Linked DNA regions of Sus scrofa: regions 1 and 3 are each linked to region 2. A link is a contact called in public Hi-C and HiChIP or PLAC-seq data. All regions are on one chromosome and are shown on one strand. The core of a region is the stretch at or near the end of the contact, and the rest is flanking DNA. Distances in the headings are between cores, read along the strand shown. Region 1 holds the start of ZFP91 (E3 ubiquitin-protein ligase ZFP91). Region 2 holds the start of GLYATL2 (glycine N-acyltransferase-like protein 2). Region 3 has its middle 40 kb from the start of CNTF.

Region 1 (3,705 bases), core at 1,094-3,593, 250 kb before region 2:
GAAACTCCTATGTGCCAGGATCCATCTTGAATTCATGGGAATAGCAGATTTGCACTTGTGTTTTTTCCCAGTGTGTGACTGTGTATCAGAGAATCTTTTTTTTTTTTTTTCTTTTTCTGTGAAGCTGGGGTTCATGCTTTTCATAAAATTCTCCTTCATAAAATTCTCATCAGAGTTAACCAGCACCCAATTCATTTTTTTTTTTTTTGGTCGCTCAGCAGATATAGAGTTCCCAGGCCAGGGATCAGAGCCCAGCCGCAGTTATGACCTCAGTCATAGCTGCCACAACACTGGATCTTTAACCCAGTGTGTGAGGCTGGGGATTGAACATGCATCCTGTTGAGCCACAGCAGGAGCTCCTCATTTTGCTGTCTTTACTTATCTGGAAATTATGCTCACCTGCTTTCCTAAATAGACTGTCAACCCATTAAAGGCAGAACAGGATTATCAGGACCAGGTTACATTTTAATTCCCTCGGCCAGGTTTATTTCAGTGGTTCAAAATGCAAACTATAGGGGTTGTGAAGAATGAAACTGGGAGATTTGAGACACCAGGTTCTAAGCTGCAGACATCTCAATTAAGCACAATTCCTGCCTACTGCCTTATAGCAGTTTTTCTGAAAAGTCACACTGAGATTAACTTTCACTTTTTTTTTACTGCTGTGATTTTATTCACCTTGAATAAAACATTTAAAAAAAGCCTAATATGAGAAGGCAGTATTTAAAGAACTAAAACTATGGCTCTGTGATATAGATAGTACCCTCATTTTTACCAGTGGTGAAATAGATAATAGTAACTTGCTAAAGATAACAGAATTAGTAGGTAGCTTTGTAACTTGCTATAAGATAGATTTATCTTCCAAGTTTGTAATCTTTCCTCTACAACAGAGTGATCTCTATTTAGGTTACTCTAAAGGAATCATTTGTTCTCCATTTCATTCCATTGTGACTCTCAAAACTTTTTTTTTTTTTTTTTTTTTTTTTGACATAAAGGAGATCCCACCTCTGCATTACTCTGAGCAGCCATTGGATGTCAGTGCCATTCTAAAAGTATGCTCACTGCAAATGGGGGTTTGAAAATTTTCCATCTACACTATGACAGTTTTTACAGTTGAAATGCCAGTAGCCCCATGAAAGTGCGAAACATTCCACAAAGACTATGAACATTGGCCCATCTGAAGTGGTAACTGAACCAAAACACTGGAAGGAATAATGTTCTCAGCCCTTGGCTTGCAAATGTGGGACTCCAACTGCAGTTTAACTGAATGATTCATGTGACACTTAAAACTGGATCCCAAGATCTTGTTTCTATTCATTTACTTTGGAGACTTTTAATTCCGGAGTTTTATTTTCCATGGTTAAGAATCGTTCCTGCAGATCGCTTCTTGATTATAATAGATGAAAGTCAGAAAGGAAGGAACGCAAGAGGCTCACTACCCTCACCAAATCCAACTTGAAGATGAGCAAATGGAAACTTCGTTTTGATGCATTAGGGCAATTTAGTTGCACATGTTGGTGGAGAGAAAAGTAATTTCTGACAAAGCTGCTATTCTGACCACGCTTCCTGTGCAACACAAAACAAGTAAAAACCACAGAAGCACACGGCTTCAGGGCGGGGGGTGTGAAGGAGGCCTTCAATTTTCTGGGTGGGTCACCAGAGTCACGCAAACAACCCTTCATCCTTCTCTCCAGCCCAGGGACCACAGCCAGGTTAAGCAACTGACGCCAGTTCCTTGTCCCCGGCGACATCTAATAAAAAAACAATTCTACAATTCTTTCCACAAACTTTTATTAAAAATCAAATGAGTGGTGGTGATTGTGCTAAGCCCCCTATGAATCAATGGAACCACAATCAATCTTTGACTTTGAGACACTCACAGGTTAGTGGGTCAGACACAGGAGAAGACGGATATTGCAGATATGAACGCTAGCCAGTCTCAGACGATGTGCCATATAACCAAACAAAGGTAAGGGCTATTAAGTGGCCACCCTAGAAATGATTCGCCAACACCAAGTTAAAGAAGCAAGGAAAATCCTGCCAGGCAATCCCGACCAGCAACGGGATCAACAGTTGTGCCCGGACCTGCGCAGGCTCCTTGCGGCCTAACCCGGAAACACAACCTCCCCAGAAGAGCAAATTCTAACTGCGGAAAGAGTAAACTACCTTTCCCATCATGCACCAGTCAAAAACTCCCAGAAGCCTCTCCGCCTCTGGTTTCCTAGCTTTCTTCCTAAGGCGTAGGAGAAGCCGAACTTCGTTTCCCAGGATGCCTTTGGAAAAGTTAACCATGCTCATGCGCTAAGAGGCGGGCCCTACTTGCCCTCACGACCCCGCCTCTGTTTTGCCGCCGCCATTTTTTCAGAGACTTTCATCCGGCAGCCGACGGGGCTTTTTTTCTTAAAGGAGAAGCGACAGCTCAAAAAAATTTCCCCTTTCTCTCCGCAAGACCTAGCGGCGCTGGGGACAGAAAGGCCACAGACAGGAGAGTGGGATCAGGGTGGAGGAAGAAGAACGCCGAGGCTACTTCCGCGGCTTAAGGAAGAAAGCTAGAAAGAGCCCTTGCGGCATTAGCAGCTCCTTAGGGAGGCAGGTGCGCGCGCAGCCAGTTCAGGGTGCGCGCCAGGAGGGGAAAGAGGTGCGTTTTCTTCCCACTAATCTCCTCGCGAGACCTGACCCTCCCACTGCCCCTCGCGCGCGTTGAGCTTCGGAGGTGGGGAAAAAAAAAGGTCACTTTGGGATTGTCGCGAGACGCAGCCGTTTAACGGTGAGAACGGGTGCGCGGGGAAGGAAACCTCGCGCGTTCCCTCGGAGCCGTTTCCTGATTGGCTGAAGAAAGGGGTGGAGGCGGGAACCCGGTACGCCGCTGCGCGAGAGACTGTGAGGGGCGGGGCGAAGGAGCTGTTCCTCCTCTCCGATTGGCCCGCTGTGCGCCTGTGGCGGGCGCGCGCGCGCCGCCAGCAGTAGCGGGCTTTGAGTGGCAGGGGGCGGGGGGGGCGCCCTCGGAGACGGGCGGAGGGGAGGGGGGGAAAAAGAGGAGCGCAGTGAGTGAGCCGAACGCTCCGGGGGGCGGGGGGGAGCAGCGTCGCGGCCGCCGCCGCCTCCGCCTCCGCCGCCTGGGATTAGGGGGTGGGGGACGGACGAGTCCCGATGCCGGGGGAGACGGAAGAGCCGAGACCCCCGGAGCAGCAGGACCAGGAAGGGGGAGAGGCGGCGGCGGCGGCCAAGGCGGCTCCGGAGGAGCCCCAACAACAGCCCCCTGAGGAGGCGGCGGTGGCGGCGCCTGCGGGGACCACTACCAGCCGCGTGCTGAGGGGAGGTCGGGACCGGGGCCGGGCCGCTGCGGCGGCCGCCGCCGCCGCCGCTGCCGCTGTGTCCCGCCGGAGGAAGGCCGAGTATCCCCGCCGGCGGAGGAGCAGCCCCAGCGCCAGGCCTCCCGACGCCCCAGGGCAGCAGTCCCAGGCCGCGAAGCCCCCGTCTCCAGCTCAGGGCAAGAAGAGTCCGCGACTCCTGTGAGTAACGCAGTCTTTCAGGCGGTGGGAAAGACCCCCCTCTATCCGCACGCAACCCTCTCGGCTCCCGTAGCGACCACTCCACGTGACATCCTGCTTGCTCTGCCCCCTGTCGGCTCGCCTGCCAGATGTCACACCGCTTCCTTGTTAGCTGGCGGTCTTATCGGACCTCTCTGGCTTCCCCCGCCCCCCCGCC
Region 2 (3,457 bases), core at 466-2,965:
GGCAGGTGGAAGACATGAGTGGGGGACCCCTCTAGGAAGGCCTCACAGGGTCCTGCTGGGCTACACACCCCAAATGGCATCAGGCCAGCAATTGCAAACATATGGTTCAGGTGCTATTCCGATGACCAGTAAATAGGAAGTGACAAGCATCAGCAGTCCACTGGGCTCTGGAAGCCAGAGCATTCGGGGATTGGCAGGATCCTGTGCTGGGTGGGATGCCATTACGAGTAGGCAGACGCCCACTGGGAGGTAAACATTTCAACGTCACCTAAGAAACAGAGGATCTGGGGACACAAGGCAGGTTTTTTTCTTTATCTTCTACTGAGCTATGGCCCTTTGAATTCTTTTTTTGCCTCTTCCTTTTCACAGCACCTCAAATAGACTTGTCAGTGAATGGCCAACATCGTTACCATCATAAGTCCAAGTTTCTCTGTCTCTCTCTCTCTCTTTCACTTTGGTCTATGTTATTCCTTGGCATGTTCAGTCTTCTGTCCCTTCCTGACCCTCCCTGGGGACTCACTATCATATATTGAATGTGATTGCTTTTACTTCACTCCTCGTCACACAGTTGGAATGGATTAGGATCTTTAAATCAACATGTCAAAGCAGAATTCACACACACACACACACACACACACACACACACGCGGCGGCGGCAGCAGCAGCAGAAGAAGAAACACCTCCTGCCTGGGATCTCCCATACCAGTTAATGGAGACTTTATCCTTGCTCAGGTTGCTCCATTCAAAAGCCCAGGAATCATCACTGAGCCCTCTTTTTCTCTGCTTTCCTGAACTTCCCATCCATAAACAAAACCGGTGGACGTGCCCTTCAAAATCAATGCAGCATCAAAACAGCATTCGCCCCTCCATCACTACCACTGCAGCCTGCCCCTACCACATCTCTGGAAACCTGGGGTAACCTCCCCCTCATCGCTTTCTCCTTCTGTATCTACTCTTGTCCCCCAGAGTTTGTCGCCCTTATAGCTGCCAGTGATTTTTTTAAAAATCAGATTATATGACTCCCTTGCTTCAAACTCTCTGTTTAGAATAAATCTCACATTTGTAATAAAATCCAGACTCCTTAACGTAACCTACAGTTTGCTTAGTGACCATGGCAAATACGAGTACTCCTGAAGTTATGATCCTTTCCAGGACAAATTCTCCGTCCTCAGAAACATCAGGCAACATCAACAGCACCCTCCCCTACGCCTCTTACTTTTCATAACTTTTTTTTAACATCTCCAGTCTACAAAGAAATGAGAATCAGCAAGTCCCCTTGGGCAAAAATTTGTCCTCCTTCTGTGTATGTTAGTACCGGTCACTTGTACCACTTTAAGATGATTTAAAGAAGAGCCGTGATTTGATCAAATTATCATAGTTTTTCTCTTTTCTTCCAGCCTTTTCATATTATTTTTACAATTACACTTCTAAGGTTCACTCTGTCCAAACCCCACTGAGCACCTGGAATTTAAACAATGATCACAGTTGCTCTGTATATAGTTTACATTAAGTCCAGAAAAGCTGTCAGTAGTATCCCAACACCATCAGTCTTTACATAAACATCCATTCTACTTCAAAAGGAAGGGTTACTCATCACCTACCAGTTCTATTTTCCCCTTCTTTGACCAGCTTCTCAAAAATAGCATCCAAAACGAAGGCACCCCCTCCTGTTCAGTTTCTTAAACGGTAAAATGTTTTCTCAAGCCCACTTTTTGGTCATCAGTTGGAAGATGGGTAACGCTGCAGCCCCCTTAGGACTGGAAATTTCTAATGCACGTTCTGGGAACCGAGAGGGCAGCTGCTGGTCTCTTCCTCCTGGTTGGAGAGTTTCTGTGCAACAGCCTCTAGATGAAGTTGTCACTTTTGCGGGGGACACCAAGTCTGCCGCCTGCTTTGGGCCACTTCATGCGCTGGAAGCTGGCGAAGTGTACGGCCACAACCCCGCAGGTTCCGGGCCAGGAGCCTCTCCTGGGAAGCTCAGTCCACTGCTGCTGCCCATCCTGGAGTGGCTGAGGGGATGCGATGGCCGCTCACTCAGCTTCAGCGACCAGGCTGTTGGGCCTGCTCTTCCGACTCCGGGGCTCACCGTTCCCACCCCAAGCCGCCACTGTGTAATTTGACCCTCGGGCAGAACGCTCCTCCCTCTACCGCCCCTCGCTAGCTCAGCAACTCTCCCGACTACAATAGATGCAGATTTGGCGGGCAGGGATGAAGGGAAATAACTGCTCCAAGTTTGACCCGGAACAAGGAAGCTGGCTGTGGACCTAGGGTGGGAAGGGAATGGATGAACAGGACCGGGGCGGGGTAATCACGGCCATCTGCGCGGCTGGGCACGTCTCTCCCCGTTACCCCGCGTGATGCAGTCCACACCCATCTTTTTCTGGCACCCGCTCAGAGGCCGGAATCGGCCAATCGGCTTCCAAAGTGGATGAGTGTCTGTCGGAAGAGCGCAGACAGCCTCTGCAGCTTCCCGCCCGACGGTCTACTCCCTGGCGCATTGCTCGCTTTCACTTGCTAGGGTGAACATTCCAGGAAGCCTCAGCGAAGCGCCGTCATCGCCCCTCTTCTGGATCCCAGCAAGGCTGGCACAGACACTGTTGGGGCAGATTCACAGCTTCTGTGAGTGGCTCCTCCGGTGGGAGTTCTTAGGGGATGGTTGTCAAGGGCGCTAGCTAGAAGGATCTCAGTCCAGATCCTAGGAGGTTTTGGAGGGAGAGGGACTGAGGCATCCTCCCGTTGTGGTAAACCACTCCCCAGCCTCAAGAGTTTTACACCTGGAAAGGCTTTGAGATAGTCTAGGTAGCTGTTCCAACCGAGGTGCGGTGGGGCTTTGGAGGGAGGGAGGGGGGCGCATGTAAGTTCCTTGGAAGTTACTGTTCCATCGATTTTGCCTACTTTTGTCCGTTTTGCTTTCAGACTGGAGGGTAAATCCGGTCCCTGGCACTTTATTTGGCCAGACGTCTAAGGTAATAACTGTCTTAATATTCTCGTCTCCTAGTTCTGTCAGCTGTGTCCACTTCTGGATCTGTTCCTTTTCACTAATTTTTCTCCTCATTGTGGATCATATTTTCCTGCTTCTTTTTTATGCCTGGTAATTTTTGACTGGACATCAAGCATTGCCGATTTCACATGGGGGGGGGGTGTTCAAGAAATGCTTCTATTCTCATCAATATTCTAGAACTTCCTTCTAGTGCACAGTTTGGAAACAGAGTCATCCTTCCAAGCCTTGCTTTTAAACTTTGTCAGGTGAGACCAGAGTGGCCTTTATCTAGGACTAATTTTGTCCTATTGAGTGTAGAGGCAATACCTTTCTGAAGAGACTGCCTGGTATATTATGAATTATGAAGTTTTCTAGTTTGCCTTTGGGAAACAGAAACTATTCTCAACCCTGTATGGGCTTCAGAATTGTTCCTTTTTTTCCTGTTGGGCAGTTCTTCTCCTGGCTTCTAGCAGTTTC
Region 3 (3,788 bases), core at 1,252-3,751, 170 kb before region 2:
TTGGATCCCTGGCCTAGGAACTTCCGCGTGCTGGGGGTGTGGCCAAAAATAATAAGCTGAAAAATAAGCCCCATTTCTCTTCAGCAAAATAAGGCTTCTAACCCTCTCTCCAACAGCTGTACAAACGTGCATTTCTGCCAATAACAGAGAAATGTACCCATTCTCCACACTCTCCTCAGCAGCCAGTGTTGTCGAATGCGCTCAGAGTTTACCAGTCAAAAAAGGGGGGAGGGAGTTCCCATTCTGGCTCATCGGAAAGGAACCCGACTAGTATCCATGAGGACGCTGGTTTGATCCCTGGCCTCCATCAGTGGGTTAAGGATCAGGTGTTGCTGTGAGCTGCGGTGTAGGTTGCTTACGCGGTTTGGATCTGGTGTGGCTGTGGCTGTGGTCAAGGTCGGCAGCTACAGCTTCAATTTGACCCCCTAGCCTGGGAACTTCCATATGCGGCAATTACGACCCTAACAAGGAAAAAAAAAAGAGGGAAAGGAGGCAAATCCACTGAGTCCACTGTGGTTTTATTTTGTCTTCTATACTGTTCATTTAGATGTCTTTATTTCTAAATTTTTTTTTAGTAATAGAAAATGTTCATTACAACGTACATCTTGTGGAAAATTCTCACTTTCCACACATATCTAGTGTTAACAGAGTTGTGTGTACATAATACATGATTTTGACACAAAAAGTAGTGGAAAGCTAAAAGAATTCTATCTTCAAAAATTTACTTATTTTGATGCCTTCATTTCTTCATTTAAGCAGTACATGTTGATCAAATCCTCACCATGTGCCAAAAACCTTGGGAGGCACCAGAGGGGGACAATTTTCAGACATTTCCACTTAAATATTCAGCAATGCCTTTACTTTCCCATTTCTTACCTACGTATAATGAGACCCACGTTATTATTCCCTGTGCTCCTGCAGTCCTTGATTTGAGACTACCCCCCTGTAAGGGCTGGCACTGTTCCCTGCTGCAGCGTCCACTCCCACCTCTTTCTTGGCCAGTCAGTAACCTCCCACGGGTCACTCTCTCCCTGGCAAGTGTGTTCAGGCCATAAGCTGCTGCAGTCACAGTGTTTCCAGAAGTTGGGTTGCAATAAAAGTTAGGCAACACCTCTTGGATCCTATGCAGTAGGCTAAAGTCCTCTGAAATCTCAATACCTTAAAACAGATGGGCTCCTGCTTTTTGCACCATTCCGAAACCAGGGTGAGGTGGCGGTGGTGGGGAGAGGGTAAGAGAAGTGGGGCTTATTCTACAGGCCTTGGCTACCTCTGCTGCCCTCTGCTGGCTGAGAGGAAGACCTGCGCAGGGACTGCTTGGGGGTCTGCAGGCAGCCCTGTCCTGATTCTTGTAAGGGGCTGCCTACCAAGCCATCCAGGTAATACAGGTGCGGATTGCCTAGCAGGTAATACATGGTACGAATAGACAGGTAGGGATTTGGGTGTGTTGTTCACCTATACATGCGTTCAGGAAATGGCATCTTCAACCATCCAATTTCTTTCTTTCTTTTTTTTGGCCGTGCCCATGGCATGTGGAAATTCTGGAGCCAAAGTTGGATTCGCACCACAGCAGTGACTGGAGCCACAGCGACGACAACGCCAGATCCCCCCACCCCCACCCCCCGCTCCTCCTGCCACCAACACAGCGCAATTAGACCAAAGATCTCCTTCTGGAATTACTTTTTTTTTTTTTTTTTAAACTTAGTCCAGGTCTTCTGAGACTCCAGACCTGGATTAGACATCCAGAGACAAAAAGGGGGCAAGGATGGCAGAGACCAGGAGAGCCATCAGTCTGAAATTCATGCCTCACTCCTCTTCAGGTGATAAGGGGAGCCTGAGAGAGACGGCCCATCGGAGGAGCCCCGAGTCTTTCTGCTGTGCTGTTGTGGGCAGAAGCAGTGTTGGAACACACAGCGTCTGAGCAACAGAGGTGTGGACTTTGGAACCAGCTGCTGGGCTACTTACATGACCTGCAGCAGGAGATCTGAAGGGTACATGCTCATGGCCCTCACACCCCATGTTCAATCAGTCAGCAAATCCTTTTGGCTCGGCCTTTACAGCATCCTAACACTTTACACCTAAACCATTACCACCTGGTCCAGGCCTCTCTCTCCTCCCATTTCCAACCTGGCCTTCCTACACTTTCCTCTCGACACAGCCCCCTCATTTGTCTCATGGGTCCGTCCATTGGCCAAAACCCCACAAGGGCTCTTCAGCTCAGAACAGAAGCCACAGTCTTCTCACAGACCTGAAGACCCTACCCAGATTGGCCCGCTGCTACTGCTCTGATTTTAATTCCTGCAACTCTTCCCTTTATTATGCTGGTCTCTTTGTCCCTTGGTCTGACAGCCTTCCTCCTGCCTTTGGGTCTTTGCACTTGTTTCTTCTTCTCCTTCTTCTCCTTCTCTTTTTAATACCACACCTGCGCATTTGGAAGTTCCCAGGCTAGGAGTCTAATTGGAGCAGCAGCTGCAGGCCCCAGTCACAGGCACACTCTGTCCAAGCCGCATCTGCCAACTTGGCCACAGCTTGTGGCAACGCTGGATCATTAACCCACTGAGTGAGGCCAGGGATCAAACCCGCCTCCTCACGGAGGACACTATGTTGGGTTCTTAACCAGCTGAGCCACAGCAGGAACTCCACACTTGTTTCTTCTGCCTGGAAAACTCTTCCCCCATGGCCACATCATAGTCTCCTTAAGGACTTTCCTCTAATGGCATTTTTTCATGAGGTCTTCCTTTCTATAATTTTCTTTTAAATTGCCAAACCTCTCCCTGTCTTATTTTTCTCTACAGCACTTATGAGCCGCAGATGTACTACTAGGTGACTCATCGAAAATAAATCTGTTTCCCCCCAACAGTACAAGTGTATCAGTCAGGGTGGTCTAGGCTATGCTGAGGTAACAAATAATCCCCCAAATCTAACTGGCTTAACAGAAGTAAGATTTATTTTTCTTTCATGTCCTTGCGAGCTGCTGGTGGAGGAATTATTTTGGTGGATCTCGCTAACAGTGAATCAGCGATCTGGGGCGCTTCCATCCCACAACTCTGTTAGTTCAGAGTTCTTTATTTCAGCACTCCGAACCGTTTTGGCCCTGAAGCAACATACCACATATGCTACTGTTCCCATCTACAAGTACATAATGACACGGTCTTTAACTATGTGGATTTCCCTGTTCTAAAAAGAGACAATGATTTTTGCCACAATAAAACAAGGGAAAATTATATGCACACACAAACACTGTCTCTGTCACAACCTACCATTTTCGGCTCCCAAACCATGTTATTTTCTTCCCAATCATGGAACACACCCTCTTCTTCCCAGAAGAGATAATTGAAGTTCCTTCCATCCATCACTTTTTATTTCTATTTTTTTTGGCCACCGCATGACATTTGGAAGTTCCTGGGCCAGGGGTCGGAATTCAAGCTGCAGCTACAAAGCTTGCCACGCTGGATCCTTAACCCACTGCGCCACAGCAGGAACTCCCCATCCACTACGTCTTGATCAACGTCGAAGCATCCAGGACATACATGGTAGACTGTCAGGCCCAGAGTGGTCCCAGAGTTCAGGTTAAAACATACAGAGATATTTTTATCTTTCTTGGCATAAGGACAGAGCATATATCATTTCATTCCCAAGAGGTTATCTGTCCAAGGAAAATCAACGTGTTCTGTCAAGCAAGTCTTTATGATAAAACCAAATTCTTGAGGTTCAAAGTTTTCTGAAATTACATTAAGAAAATATTTTCTGTCTTTTTTTTGGAGGGGAGAAGGCCGCCACCATGTCATATG

The links. Hi-C and Micro-C count contacts between places; a contact is called where the count stands out from the background. HiChIP or PLAC-seq counts read pairs in DNA pulled down with a chosen protein or histone mark.
Region 1: an H3K27ac HiChIP or PLAC-seq map of alveolar macrophages shows a contact between it and region 2. The contact joins the promoter of ZFP91 here to the promoter of GLYATL2 in region 2. A contact is called at or near these places in 1 of 5 promoter capture datasets (fetal skeletal muscle), 3 of 47 Hi-C or Micro-C datasets (embryonic fibroblasts and skeletal muscle) and 2 of 2 datasets of contacts at active chromatin or transcription factors (alveolar macrophages and skeletal muscle).
Region 3: a Hi-C map of liver shows a contact between it and region 2, with 2.1 times the contacts expected there. The contact joins the enhancer-like site here to the promoter of GLYATL2 in region 2. A contact is called at or near these places in 19 of 47 Hi-C or Micro-C datasets (alveolar macrophages, brain, embryonic fibroblasts and 12 more) and 2 of 2 datasets of contacts at active chromatin or transcription factors (alveolar macrophages and skeletal muscle).

The regions. Positions count from the first base shown.
Region 1 is chr2:12,530,919-12,534,623 of Sscrofa11.1, reverse strand. It overlaps ZFP91 (E3 ubiquitin-protein ligase ZFP91), which reads left to right and starts at 2,343. Exons shown (of 11, transcript XM_021083007.1): 1 at 2,343-3,509. The coding sequence starts at 3,148.
Region 2 is chr2:12,278,351-12,281,807 of Sscrofa11.1, reverse strand. It overlaps GLYATL2 (glycine N-acyltransferase-like protein 2), which reads right to left and starts at 1,715. Exons shown (of 8, transcript XM_005660879.3): 1 at 1,602-1,715. It overlaps FAM111B (protein FAM111B), which reads left to right and starts at 2,422. Exons shown (of 4, transcript XM_003353861.3): 1 at 2,422-2,619; 2 at 2,917-2,966.
Region 3 is chr2:12,453,239-12,457,026 of Sscrofa11.1, reverse strand. No RefSeq gene overlaps it. Among named protein-coding and RNA genes, the nearest start is that of CNTF, 40 kb to the left of the region's middle. Within about 2 kb of position 2,501, at least 2 of the 83 cell types and tissues checked have an H3K27ac peak or open chromatin away from gene starts, as enhancers often do. A contact at or near this core is called in liver, where this site is marked.